Linked DNA regions of Zea mays: all the other regions are linked to region 2. The links are chromatin contacts, called in public Hi-C maps. All regions are on one chromosome and are shown on one strand. Each heading gives the region's core, a stretch centred on a gene start, on an enhancer-like site or on the middle of the called end of the contact. The rest is flanking DNA. Distances are from core to core; before and after follow the strand shown.

The links. A called contact is a pair of places that touch in the nucleus more often than the background predicts.
Region 1: a contact with region 2 is called in a Hi-C map of tassel, with 2.9 times the contacts expected there. The contact joins the enhancer-like site here to the promoter of LOC103634999 in region 2. A contact is called at or near these places in 3 of 25 Hi-C or Micro-C datasets (endosperm, leaf and tassel).
Region 3: a contact with region 2 is called in a Hi-C map of tassel, with 7 times the contacts expected there. The contact joins the promoter of LOC100383823 here to the promoter of LOC103634999 in region 2. A contact is called at or near these places in 15 of 25 Hi-C or Micro-C datasets (bundle sheath, ear, endosperm and 6 more) and 1 of 3 datasets of contacts at active chromatin or transcription factors (leaf).

Annotation. Positions count from the first base shown.
Region 1 is chr8:28,100,784-28,105,099 of Zm-B73-REFERENCE-NAM-5.0, reverse strand. No RefSeq gene overlaps it. Among protein-coding and RNA genes, the nearest start is that of LOC118473089, 39 kb to the right of the region's middle. Within about 2 kb of position 1,654, at least 19 of the 20 cell types and tissues checked have an H3K27ac peak or open chromatin away from gene starts, as enhancers often do. A contact at or near this core is called in leaf and tassel, where this site is marked.
Region 2 is chr8:28,406,409-28,411,076 of Zm-B73-REFERENCE-NAM-5.0, reverse strand. LOC103634999 (P-loop containing nucleoside triphosphate hydrolase superfamily protein) reads left to right here and starts at 1,938. Exons shown (of 15, transcript XM_008657571.4): 1 at 1,938-2,524; 2 at 3,045-3,166; 3 at 3,250-3,338; 4 at 3,412-3,450; 5 at 3,690-3,783; 6 at 4,327-4,369; 7 at 4,479-4,579. The coding sequence starts at 2,310. LOC100382473 reads right to left here and starts at 1,015. Exons shown (of 8, transcript NM_001175213.1): 1 at 580-1,015; 2 at 81-462. The coding sequence starts at 803.
Region 3 is chr8:27,936,449-27,941,314 of Zm-B73-REFERENCE-NAM-5.0, reverse strand. LOC100383823 (Topoisomerase II-associated protein PAT1) reads right to left here and starts at 3,596. Exons shown (of 5, transcript NM_001362155.1): 1 at 3,269-3,596; 2 at 2,860-3,020; 3 at 2,336-2,389; 4 at 1,446-1,515; 5 at 1-971. The coding sequence starts at 3,344. It overlaps LOC100283732 (3-methyl-2-oxobutanoate hydroxymethyltransferase), which reads left to right and starts at 3,942. Exons shown (of 5, transcript NM_001156631.2): 1 at 3,942-4,459. The coding sequence starts at 4,058.

The sequences.
Region 1 (4,316 bases), core at 405-2,904, 310 kb after region 2:
TCAGCTGAAATGGGAGGAATTCCAAATGCGGTTACCAAAGCACAAGTCCAATCAGTAGAGGCATTAAAGTACACGGTCGAGTGGCGTCCAGCCAAGGGCTCCCTGTTTTGACTGGCTGGATTCCAACTTGTCACCGATCAAATTGATTCCAGACCAAACAAGATACAGACAGATGTCGTCACCAGGCTATCCCAAAAAATCATTTTGAAAAAAGCATAAGATGAAGACCTTTGAATTGATTATTTCAAAATCAACTCAAAGCTCGGGGGCTACACTCATTGGGTGCACCTTCCGTGCACCCAACGGATTCACAATACTTCGAAGCCGAGTGCTGATTTCTAAAGCGTAAGATGAAGACCTTTGAATTGATTATCTCTAAATCAACTCAAAGCTCGGGGGCTACACCCATTGGGTGCATGTAATACCCAAAATCTTAGAAATAAAATAGGATCCTTGATTATATGATTTTGTGACTATATTTTATGCATATCAACAATGTGGGTCCAGTTAAGGCAAATAATAATTATTTAAATATATAAATTGTGCATCATGCTGGGTCTTCAAATATGCACTTGACTTAGATTTAAAGTTCAAAACGCAGTTCGAATTTGGAATTAAATTTTAGTAAAGAAATTAAAAATAGAAAAAAAAAGAGAGAAAGGAGAGAATTAAACCGGGGTAACCATAAAATGGCCAGACCATTTCACTCGACATGCAAGCATGAGCGCGCATAGAATTTTTTTAACCCTTTTCTCATTTCTTTATTCTTTCTATCGGCTGCTTCATCACGGTATCCGTGGGCCCAGCGCTAGCATGTCACAGCGGTTGTTGTGCTCTACGGAGACTATCATGTGGGCCCTGTCGTCAGCTCTATCTTCTACCACACGCGCAAACAAACCAGACTCTGCCACAACAGAACGCCGATTCACCGCCTGGAATCTCGCCGACTGCTTCTTGTTCCTGCACGGATTTCGGTTGCCATATCCTCCTTCTCAGGATCGGCGGACTGCAACAACCTCCCATCACCTGTGCCGTGGATCCCGCTCGGGCAGCTCGTTCTCCTACCTCAAACAAACCGTGATTTATTCTCCGCTCACACCGCGGGTCTGGTGTCTCTCGGGAATATAAGCAGGATCCGTGACCCCCTCCGTGGTCCGTCCCTGTATAGCATCCAGCAACCGCTCGCGCCACGAAAACAGACCTTGGGAAGACAAAGAGTACCACCGCCATTGCTGAGGTGAGACCCGTTGTGGGGGAAATCGGGTTTCCTGGGGGGTTTTGACCATCCTAGGGTACCCGTGCGATTCACAAGAGTTCATTGAACACGCCTGAAGACTCTATTGGCAAAGGCATCATCTCCTGGGCGCCAATTTCTCGCTGGTGGCGGAATTCCTCCCTCTTGCCGCCGTGCTGCGTGGGCAGTGTTCATCGTTGCTCGATCACCTATAAGTCGATCACCATCGGATCCTCCTTACTTTCCTCTCCATTTTACGTGAGACCGTGCATGGGTTTGGGGGCACTGGGGGCGAACCGCCTGTCGTCGGTGATGACGCTGGTCATCGGCGCCGCCGCCGATGGACTAGTTGGAGGAAGGGAGAAAGGGTGATCACCGTCCGATATATGTTAACGGCCACGATTAGCCCCATGGATACCGGTTCGGACTTCATAAAATCTAGAGCGCTGATCGCTGATCCAATGGATACGATTGCGTACCGGTTCAATAAAGCCAAGATCTAATCCTGGCCTTCGATATTCGATCGGGCGGCCAGTAATGACCAATACCCCTTTGTCGTCCCAACTTACAAAAGAGTCCCTAGGTTTTATTGGTATAAACCCGCCGTCCTGCGCGGAGGTGGCTGAGTCACAGACACTTTTGCGCTCTTGCCCCTGTCGTTTCTGATAATAATGCGCCCAGTCTAGAGTTCCGGGAAAATTATATAAATGAATTTGGAATTTGATTTTCAATACAAAAATAATTCCAGAAACTTGTATAATTCATAGAAAATTCATATTAAGTCCAAATTAGTCCATTCCAGTTCCTATAATTTTATAATATTATTGTTTATCATTTAGTACCACTGTTTTGACATGAATATCACAATAAAATTTATATCCTATTTAATCTTGTACAAAGCATATAAAACCTTCAGAAATTCATAACTTAAAATCTATAACTCCAAAATTAATGATTCATGTTCCTAGAATCTTATTTTAATGTGTAGATTATTAATAGGTATTATGTTCTTATGTTTGGTGTGATGTTAATTTTGCATATACATTATTTGTTTGTATTACTACGACTAGCGCGAGGTTACGAGTCATCTAAAGATCATCCGGGTACCTAGAATCTCAAGTCCTAGGCAAGTTGTGCCCTTGATCACTTCTTTTTACCCAGTCATGTTCTTATTAATCATAATGATCTGCATAGGTTAATTTTGATGGGACCCAATAGGTTACCCCAGTTTGACTATCTTTATACCTTGATTACCATTGAACTTTTTGGGTAGTACTTGCTATTGCTTTATGTGGTTTTGAGTATGGAGATATATTATTCATGATTATACTTTTATTATCTGTTCATTATTTACTGTTCATGATAAGATCATTATGTTAATGGGAACATGGAGAACCACCTGGGAAAACAGTGCTACCACAAGGGTTTAATGGGACGCCCTTGGCCGATTAACTAGGAAAGCTAGTGGATGACTACCTTACCGGAAAGGGGCAAGGGCAGTAGGGGAGTGGTCAGTGTAGGGAGGTCCTTGGTTGATTTTGCTGCGATGGCGATTAGGCGAGGGATTCCTGCACTGGAGCTTCCTATAAACTGTAGCGGGTTTTCTGAAGCTAGTGGAACTTTGTAAAGGCCTCGTAGTGTTATCCTGCCTCGCCTCCTCGGTAGAGGTGTATGGGATTGGCCGTCTCTTGGCAGATGGGTAACATGACTTGTGGGTAAAGATGTGCAACCTCTGCAGAGTGTAAAACTGGTATACTAGCCGTGCTCACGATCATGAGCAGCTCGGACACTCACATGATTAGTTTATGGAACTAAATTCAATTTGTCATATGCATTGCATCGCAGGTGATGTTACTTTTGTTCTACTACTTAATTGGGTTGGTATTTACTTATACTTAGTAATTGCTAATAAAATTTTGACCAACTTTAAAAGCAATGCTCAGCTACAACCATCTTCTTTGGTAAGCCTTACACTTCATGAGCTCCCACCTTTGGCGAGTTCATGCACATTATTCCCCACAACTTGTTGAGCTATGAACGTATGTGAGCTCACTCTTGCTGTCTCACACCCTCCACAGGTCAAGAACAGGTACCGCAGGATGAGGCGCTTGGAGGATGCTATGACGAGTTCGTGAGAGGTCTAGGCTGTCGTCTCCCAGTCAACTTTGGGTTGCTGGACTGTTGTCTCCTTATAATGTAATTATTTATTTATTTTGTATAGAACTCCTATTATATAGTAAAGATGTCACATTCAATCCTGTGCCATGATTCATCATATGTGTGAGACTTGGTCCTAGCACACCTGGTGATTATGTTCGCGCCTGGGTCTTGGTACCCCGAAACCCAGGTGTGATAGTGCACCTTCTGTGCACCCAACGGATTCACAAAACTTCGGAGTCGAATGCTGATTTCTAAAGTATAACATGAAGACCTTTGAATGGATTATTTCAAAATCAACTCAAAGCTCGGGGGCTACACCCTATGGGTGCACCTTCAGTGCACTCAGTGGAGTTATAAACATTTCAAGTCATACGATGAGCCCACAAGCAAGGACCAGGAACCTTTGAATCGATTATTTCAAAATCAACTCAAAGATTGGGGGCTTGTGGTGGACAGATATCCCCCGGGTCCACTCGGGGGGCAAAAACTCTGCTCGAGGCCACATGCCAGTCGCCCCGCAGGGACGCCACGTCGTGGGTCGGGCAAAGAGAATGACAGAAATGGGCTGACCCAGGAATGTGATGGGCCCACGCTCGGATTACTCGTGGCTTGGGCATGATCCCATTGAAGTTGTTCACTTTTCCCGCGCCCGACATCCTCAAACGCCGGAATAGCTCAGAGCGGAGGTGCCAAGTTTTCCTCGGGATAGCGAAGTTTGTTCGCTATTAGCTAGGAGATAAGCTGGAAGAGTGTGATCAGCGTCTACGCGGTATGCGCCCTACGGTCATGTATATAAGGCCAAGGGGGTCCCCATCATTTTCATCTCATTAGCACCTCACCACTGGTAAACACCTCCCACATACAAAATCATCCTAGGAAGTAGGGTTTACGCTCCTCAAGCGGCCTGAACATGCTGACACTC
Region 2 (4,668 bases), core at 689-3,188:
GGGTTTTTTTTGGCTGTTTGGAATGAAGGAACCAGAAATGTATTATGAGCTGTATAAAAGGTGACAGTGACGAGTGGCACCTTCTGAAAAAGCTCCGCAACATGCTTCCTTCTCCTCTGCCGCCACCGCTTATTTCTCTTAGATTTCTGCAGCTTCTGAGTCAACCTAACCATCGCCGACCTCTCCTCCCAGGGGCCACTTTGGCTCGTCGCAGAAGAGATAGGCCCAAGAAGATGCTGAAGCTGGTGGCAAAGGTAATTGGCTGCATCTGTTGCCATCGACTCATGAGTGTCCTGACTAATCCCCATGGACCTAGCCAGCTCAACGAAACCGAGGCGCTTGTCCTCTGAAGAATCGCCGGACCCCCACGGCAATTCCGCCGAGGACGAAGCAGATTTTCGTGTTTCTGTGGCACCATCACCAGGATTTCCGGCCGCCGCAATTTCCTCGAGCTCTTTTATTCTGACAGGCCATCAAATCCTCTCTTATGAAATGGGCGTAAATAAGCAAGCTACATGATGAGTACATGCCTACATGGTCATCAGTAGCTTTCGAGGGTTGTGGGAAATGGGAGCTCACAGCGCAGTTGATAACTCGATGGTCTGTTGCAGCTTCCTCACATGATCCCGCACATTGTCTCGCTGCCAGAAGGTAACCGCAGGCGAGGGCGAGGGCGAGGGCGGGGGCGGGGGCGGTTGCTGCCACTGCCACTGCAACGGTGGAGGCTGAGGAAGAAAGGGGGGCGGCGCCCCAAAGGCATTCGGCGGCCGGAACATACCTGGCGGCTGCTCTCGAGGAATCATCGATCGCGACCGCGGGGTGGCAAGCACGGCAGATGGCCCCCCGGACCCGGTGGTGGAAGATGTCGGGGGCGGGACTGAAACTGGCGGGGAAGTCGTGCGTTACCGAGATTGTTAAGTGGCCCAGAGGAGACGTGGCGCGGGAGTAGGACGGAGCGTCTGAACCCCAGCTACGGGAACCGCGGCGGCGGCGGGCGCGGCCAGTTGCAGTTGGAATTGGAACGGAAAGGGGGAAGAAGACGCGAGAAGCCGAGAACGGGGCTGGGGCTGGGGCTGGGTGCTCGTGCGGGGCTCCTGGCCCAAACGATGTCGTGGGCCGTCGGCCTGCTCTCTCTCTCTCTCTTTCTACCTCCAGTCCTTCTCAGGTTACGCTTACGCGTACAGTGTACATTGCTGCTAATCTGAGGGGCTTCTCTGCAAGATTGACGGGTGATTGGGGTCCACGGACGCGTTGTGATGGATATTTTTGTTTGGGCAGGCCACTTGGGTCCACGAAGCGCCCTGCATGGATGCCACGTAGCGTCTCAGCCACTCCTGCGCACACACGTAGCACCGGGTCGCAGTCCCCATGCTCCGGGCTAAAATAAAATAAGGGGTGACGTGGCCCAGCAACAGTCGTGACGAGATTGGCCTAGCCACAGTGGCCAACGTACATGTCGGATGTCGCTGCACAGGACCCTTTTGACAGATTGGCCTAGCCGTACAGTGGCTCCGCATGGGCGACGTACAGCAGCATGCGCATCAGCAAGCTGCGGCGGTGCCGGTGCGTGCACCTCTGGCCGCTGGCCGGTACGGCGGCCCCGGTGCGTGCATTACTGCATTGTGAACTGTGCGGTGCCGGCGGTGCATGGAATCGGGATGGACGTACATACACACGACACGACGCATGGTTTTCCTTTTGCACCCGGGCGACGCCGTACTACCATGGATTTTGATTCTTGAAAATTTAACAAAGTTTATGAAAGAAAAAAAAACATATTATAGACAGACAATGGAACGGGAAAATGGCCCCGGGGACCTATTCATGATTCCAACGATGCCAGGAGGTCCCGGGCGGAAGAATGCATGCGCATGCCACATCGCCTCGCCGCAGCCCGGGAAAGAAAAGGAAATGCCGTGCGTGTATCGATTCGCTACACCACACACACGTACGCAGGCCGCGTGCCGGCGCGCCATTGCACTGCACCACCAGCCTGCCTGTGCAGAGAGACGGAGGAGGAGACACACAGGGCAGCGACCAGCGAAGGACCGAGAAGCTAGCAACGGCAACGAGCAGAGGCCCGAGCCCGACACTTGCGCTCCGCTTCCCCCGCCCCCTCCGCCTCTCCCGTCTCTCCAGGCCGCCACCAACACCACACCACCACCCGTTGCCACGCTGCCGGCCGCCCACGCCTCGCGCCAGCCGATCCTTTCATTCCATCCTCCCTCCCTCCGCCCCCGCCTCCCAATTTTAGCCGCACGGCCGCCGCCGCCGCCGGCCGGCCGGAGAGCAGGAGCAGCTAGGCCGCCATGGAGGCGAAGAGCGTGGTCATGTCGGCGCTCGGGATCGGGATCGGCGTCGGCGTCGGCCTGGGCCTCGCGTCCGCGCCCTGGGCCGCCGGCGCCTCGGCCTCCTCCAGGGCCGCGGGGGTCACCGTCGACCGGGTGGAGCAGGACCTCCGCCGCCTCCTCGTCGACGGCGCCGACACCAAGGTCACCTTCGACGAGTTCCCGTACTACCTCAGGTTTAAGTTTCCTCCCGTCCCGCCTTATGTACGCGCTGCTCCCAATGATTCTGCACCAAGGAAACAACAGCGGCACGCACGTCAGTTCGTAGTTCCTTTCATGAGATGAGACTCTGCTCCAGCCTCCAGCTGCTGCGTCGTCGCCTTCCCTAGCTACTTCGGATCTGTCCCCTGCTAGTGCGATGTGCATGCTACATGATACGAGTAGACGAGCTTGCGCGTTCCCTGAATCAGAGAACAAATAAATAAAAAGTAGGAAAGGGTGCGCGTGCGTGTGATCTTCAGGCTCAGGACTCGTCAGCAAATGAACTCTGCCTCCGGTCGCTGTCGACGAACAAAACGATCAGTATACCTTGTTTCCAGTTTCTGGGTTCATAGGACAAGAGAAAGCGATAGAATTTTAGATGCAAAACAAGCAGATCTCGCAGGTGCCTTGGTGCAATAAGATGGCTGCAACCAAAGGTGGTGACAGAAATCGTTCCCTTTTCGACTCATCTTCTTCTCCGATTCCAATTCGCAGTGAGCAAACACGTGTTGTGCTGACGAGCGCTGCGTACGTCCACTTGAAGCAAGCAGATATTTCTAAGTACACCAGGAACCTTGCTCCAGCCAGCCGTACAATCCTGCTGTCAGGTCCTGCAGGTACAGTATCATCTTCGATTGGCACTCGCTCAGCCAATTTATTTCTGCATCACTGAACTAAGACCCAAGGTCCTGTTTTGAAGAGCTCTACCAGCAGATGCTTGCCAGGGCGCTTGCCCACTATTTTCAAGCAAAGTTGCTCTTGCTAGATCCTACTGATTTCCTTATAAAGGTCAGCTCCGCCAAAATGTGCTCCCTTCCTTCACAAACTATGTTGGTTTGTAACCAAGTGTCCTTCCTTACAGATCCATAGCAAATATGGCACAGGTGGCAGCACAGAGAAGGTAAGGCCTTCAAAACATTCTGACTTTCTGATGAGGTTAGCTTATCTTGTGACATGCCCATAGCGTCATCCAGATGTAGTTATTGTTACTAGAAATTACTGGTGCGTCGGCTTGTTTTTTCTTGATATGATAGCGTGCATATATCTGTGTATTGTTGCCGAGCTTGATCTTTTTGTTGCTTCACAGGTTCTCATGCCTTGATTAGTTGCTAACAGAAGAGCATTTTTTCTTCTTGTCAGACGGTTAAAAGATCAATCTCCGAGACGACGCTTGAACGTGTGTCGGGATTGCTTGGATCTCTTTCTATTCTTCCACAAAAGGAACAGCCCAAAGGTGACACCTGGGCATTTAGTAAATATTGTTTAGCTCTTCATTGTACTGTAGTATTTGGCTTGGTGCTCCAGTAGTCTACCTCAGGTTTTAAACTGTAGTGTACCTCATTTTTTAGCACATGCGTTTGACAGTTCACGTAGACCTGTAGATGGCATCTCCTTGGACAAGATGAAACATCTATCCTGGCGTGGCTATTACTCTGACTTCTCAAATTTGATAGCTCAAATAAATGGAATCATCCCATTACTGTGATTGTTAGTTATCTGAGAACCTGATTGTTTAGAGAGAGAAAAAGGTGTACATGTTTCTACTTTGACATAATCTCATCTGCTGTGTCGATTTTAAATTTTTTGCAAGGATAGATTTGGTTTCACTTAAAGTCTGTTAGTTGCTATTTATTCTGAATGGTACAGAAAAAATCCTCTTCCAGTGTAAAACTGAACTCACTTGCATGTATATTACTGAAGAATACAATAACTGAATGATTCTTATAGTTCATAAATGCATCTGCATATTTGTTAACTTACTTGGTGTTTATCTCAGGAACTATACGTAGACAAAGCAGCATGATGGATGTCAAATTAAGGTGGGAGAATAACAGACCTTTGTGCATTCTTTAAAAAATAAGCTTTAGTGAGCTTATTACAGAAACTACAATGCAGTTATTTTGTTCTCTTCTTTATGCAATTTTCCAGGAGTTCTGAGAGTATGAGCAACTTAACAAAGCTCAGAAGAAATGCATCTACTTCCTCTGATATGAGTAGCATGGCTTCGCAAGGACCTTCAACTAGTACAGGTCATAAGATGTTCTTTTGAAACACTTATAGTAGCACATGATTAAGAATTCATGTCACTGGGTAATATTCTTAGTTTTCCTGTATGCTA
Region 3 (4,866 bases), core at 2,347-4,846, 470 kb after region 2:
ATAATCATCGATGTATGGATCATTTATATGAGTGGCGGCATGCTGTATTCTTAAAATGTTTTCAAGTTCTTCAGTGGACATATACTTGGATCTAAACCTTGACCTCCCATTACCCATCTTCATAATACCAAACTCAGAGCCATGGAGAGGAAAATGTTGACCTTGCCTGCCATGGTGCATTGATGATCTTGCTCTTGGATCACTGAACTCAGGCATCCCAAAATTATCAAACCTATTCATCATTTGTGGTGGATGCTGGGGGCCAAACATGTGTGTCTGTGTTCTTGATGACTGCTTTGAAGATTGCTGAATTGGGAGCATGCCATGCTGTTGGCGTACTGTCAACAATTGAGGGGGCATGAATGTATTCGGACGTTGTAGATGGTTTGGCAGCAAATTTGGCATGATGCTGGCAGTTTCCCCATGAAACTGCCCATTATTCAGCAGATGGTCTCGTTGTCCACTGCTGTTAGTTGAGAAGCCTGTTGAAATCATATGACCCCGGTTTCCACCAAATAATGGCTCTGGAGGTGTCCCTCCACGAGGAAACTGGGAGAATGGGGTCTCACTTTGCGCAGACATATGCATCTGAAATTCATTGAAAGATGGCATGTTCATCTGATGTGGTTGTCGAGGCACTGAATTGGGTGGCCCACCAGGTAGATAGTTTGACATGTATGGTGCATTTGGAATGACTTCAGCTGGGTTGTACTGAGGCTCCTTTTGCGGGTATGAAGATGTCCGGTGCAAAGGAGATGGCCTTGGTCCAAGAATAGGTGCATCATGATTGTGTTGTTCCTGTTGCTGAGGGGATGAGGATGTTCTGTGCAATCTGGAATCAGCAAGGAGAGAAGAATGATGCTGTGGAGACCACCAGCCATTGCCATTCGGTCCTTGGTTAGCAACTAGCACATGCTGATCGGACCAGAGTGGGGATTCAAATTCCGGCGCCCAGTCAGCAGCAGCAGAACCTACCAAAGTAGTAAAATATCACATTAGAACAAAGAAAATATACATGCAGATGTAGCAGTTCATGACAACACTATTATATGAAAAAGAGCATATACAGATAGTTTCTTCTTCTTTTCATGAAAATCTCAGTACAAACAGTCAAAAAAAAAGAAGGAACAACTGATTAATAATTATGTCATCTGGCAGTGGCAAAATCCATCAGGGCATCCCACAAAACAATTATCACAAAAGTATTACCATGTTATGAAAAATTCCTTAAGAGTTTACAAGGACATCTAGATCATAATAAACATATTCAAGAAATCAAGAACTCTGATCTATCAAATATTTAGTGTTAGGTAAGATATTCAAATATTCTTCTCGGTAAGACAAGTTGTTCCTGGTATAAGTATTACTGAAAGCAAGCAAAGAAACAAATAAAATTCTTAAACCAAACAAATATATAGATTATTAACCAGAATGGCACAACTCACTTTCTCTTGAAAAAGAAGTCCCAAGGTTATTTACCCCAATATGCTTTGGTAGGTTAACATCTCTTCTTAGCTGAAAATGAAACGCGCAAAAAAATTTAAAAAGGTATGGTATAGATACGATCTCAAGACTAATCTCTTACAATGAAAAGTTTATATGAAAGGATAACATATGCAGGCAATTTAACTGTAATAATCAAGTCCAGCTGGTAAATCCAGAACACACAGCCCACATGAGATGTATATTCTGCAGTAAGTTTATGATTATTTTCTTTCTGCCATAATTATGTACATAAGTAATAACCTGAAACAGCAAATATACAAGTAATGCTGGTATATTGCAAAAATGAAAAATCTACAAGAAAGGCAGAAACCACAACTATCCAAGTATGAAATAATGGAAGTATTTTTTCCTTTTCAGTTCATTTTTTTGGAAGGGGCAATTGTACATCAGGCCAATCATAAAGTGGCACATTGGATGCTACATTTCAGATAATTTATAGCAAAACAACTTTCCTGTTTAAAGGCAGGTAAAGCAGATTTATCACAGTATATTTGTTCTTGAATTGGAAATCCTTCAGTAATCAGTATATAGGAGACATACAGTACATCAAAGCTATGGTTCACTATACAAAGAAAAGAAATTACAAATTGACACAACAAACTTCATACCCTCATTTTTTTGCAAAAACTGCGTACCCTCAATCTCTGGGTGCAAATAAACCATTAAGACATATTTAGGGTTACGATGAGTACATGGACTCTTATTAAAAACGTGTAAAAAATGTACTGTGAATACAATGGTTTCCTTAAGAAAACAACAGACATAAAGAAAATAAGTCTGCGTTGAAAATTACTGCAATGAAATTCTAGTTTTTAGGGGGGATGATAACCTTTGAGAATGTATTTGCAAGATCATCAAGATCTGAAAATGAACTATCTTCAGCCTGAAAAAAACAAGTTGTAGCCTGGGTGAGAAGTGAATACAAACTATACAAGGTAGTTTTTATTTTATTTTAGAAAAGGGTTCAGTACAAATCCACCAAGCAGCAGTCTGACTTTACAGTTTACATGGAAGAACTTAAGTGCATCTGTTAGACTAAAACTAAACTTACAAGAATCCTGTTCTGAACTATCAAACTTAGCAGCGCAACAAAAGAACGAAAAAATCACGTCATACAAGTGTAATGTATCTGCAATCTTCTGAGAAAATCCCCCCCCCCCCAACGCGCACACACACACTTCACTAAACAGTATCTTCACGGTGCTATCAGAAATTATCCATTTGCCATGGCTGTACAAAGATCGAACAGGCTAACAGCTATACTCAATACAGTACTTGTCCAGCTCCAGCATGGAACAAAAAAATCTGTATTAACAACTGGCATTGAATTTCTCTTGTCCAGCATAGTCCTACCTCTAGTGCAATCCCCTGAGAAGAAAGTGGGCGCTCTAAATCATCGAGTCCAGCGAAAGCAGCATTACTGCTGTTATCATCTTCGAATCCGCCTAGTTCAATCTCCTCCAGCACATTGTTGCCAAAAAAGGCATACTGTGACGCATCAAATCTAGTGTCATCTGCATAGGAAGGTTCCAAGATGATGTCAACAAGCATAAGGTGCTTAGGTAGAAGCCTAAAAACCTAAAAACAGCAGTGCCCAAGTAATTGCCCATGTATTAGTTGATAAAGAAAACAGATCTCCGTCTGCTATCGTCCACAAGCGCAGCTCCGGTGCCGAGTTGGGGGTCGAGCACAACATGGCAACACGCTGTGGATATGGATTGGTAAGTGGTAACCGCATGAGCCCCCCGCCAGCAACACGTACCTGAATTAGAGGTGTTCGCGTCGGCGGCAGGCACCGGCGGCATGGATCCGGAGGGAGCTTCTCCGTTTGGCAGCATCGTCGGCGCGTCGCAGCTCGCGGGCCACACCCGGCGGCGGCTCACCACCGACGGGATTCGGACGAGGGGGGGCCGGGGCGCCCTGGACCGGAGCAGGAGGGGAGACCCGCGGGGCGGGGGCGCGGCGGCCAACTGCCTTGCCCTTGCACTGATGGATGCCGGGACCCTAGTCCCGAAGACGGATGGGTTTGGGCGTTTGGCTGGGAGCAGGATGCACGGGAGCCACTCGTTCGGTCGTTCCTGCGCCGCGATGCAGATCTACTCCACATCTACACTATTCTTTATCAATACCATTCATTGTAGTCTCTCACTGTCAGCGTCGTCAAGGCCTCTCCCTACTTTTCTTTCTTTTTTTTAACCCCTATGGTTTACAGGTGGGTCACTTTTGATTGAACACTCTCCCTCAGGCAGCTTTCGTTTGCCGACCATGGAACTGTGACGTCAATTCATGCAGCCCAAGTGGAGGAGGTCGACGACGACGACGAGCGGCCTGGGCCCTCGGCAGTGGGCACACGCAATTTGATTACTCCCCCATCTTTCCAAATTTTGACTACTTGGACGACGTGAAGTTTAGGCCCAAGTTCAAAGGCCCGCCCGCCGCCCCGCCCGTATTCTACTCCAATTCCAAACACTCGCCCGTCCCCGTCGCTCCCCATCCCACACCAACCCTCTGTGCCTCGGTCCCTCCGCCCGTACGCGCGACGAGAGACACGATGCGGCGGTCCCTACCCCTTCTCCTCGCGCGGCAGGTGGCGCGGCGGCGGCGGCTGAGCAACGTGCCGGAGTCCACCGTCTACGGGGGCCCACGCCCGCAGGAGTCCTCGGCGGCGCGGCGCGTGACGGTGACCACACTCCGTGGGAAGCACCGCCGCGGGGAGCCCATCACCGTCGTCACCGCCTACGACTACCCCTCGGCGGTCCACGTCGACTCCGCCGGCATCGACGTCTGCCTCGTCGGGGACTCCGCCGCCATGGTCGTCCACGGCCACGACACCACGCTCCCCATCACGCTCGACATCATGCTCGAGCACTGCCGCGCCGTGGCCCGGGGCGCGCCGCGCCCGCTCCTCGTCGGGGATCTCCCATTCGGCTGCTACGAGTCCTCCGCCGCCCAGGTACTCCTCCGCCTCTCCCCTCCGTCCTGGACAAGATATTCCGATGTGATAGGGATAGAAGTAGAATAGAATGGTACGGGTGGTGCCACAGATCACAATGCAGCCAGCACATGGGCCTTGGCTATCGCGTTCGTCTCACTGTCGAAGGTGATCTCCATTTTTGTCACTGCAGAAATGTGATGCCTGTTAAATTTGGATAGGAAACATCTGGTTTTACAGTATAATTCACTAACTGCAGCTCTCTCTCTCTCTCTCTCTCTCTCTCTCTCTCTCTCTCTCTCTCTCTCTCTCCCTCCCTCCCTCCCTCCCTCTCTCTCTCTCTCTCTCTCTCTCTCCCTCCCTCCCTCCCTCCCTCTCTCTCTCTCTCTCTCTCTCCCTCTCTCCCTCCCTCTCTCCCTCTCTCTCTC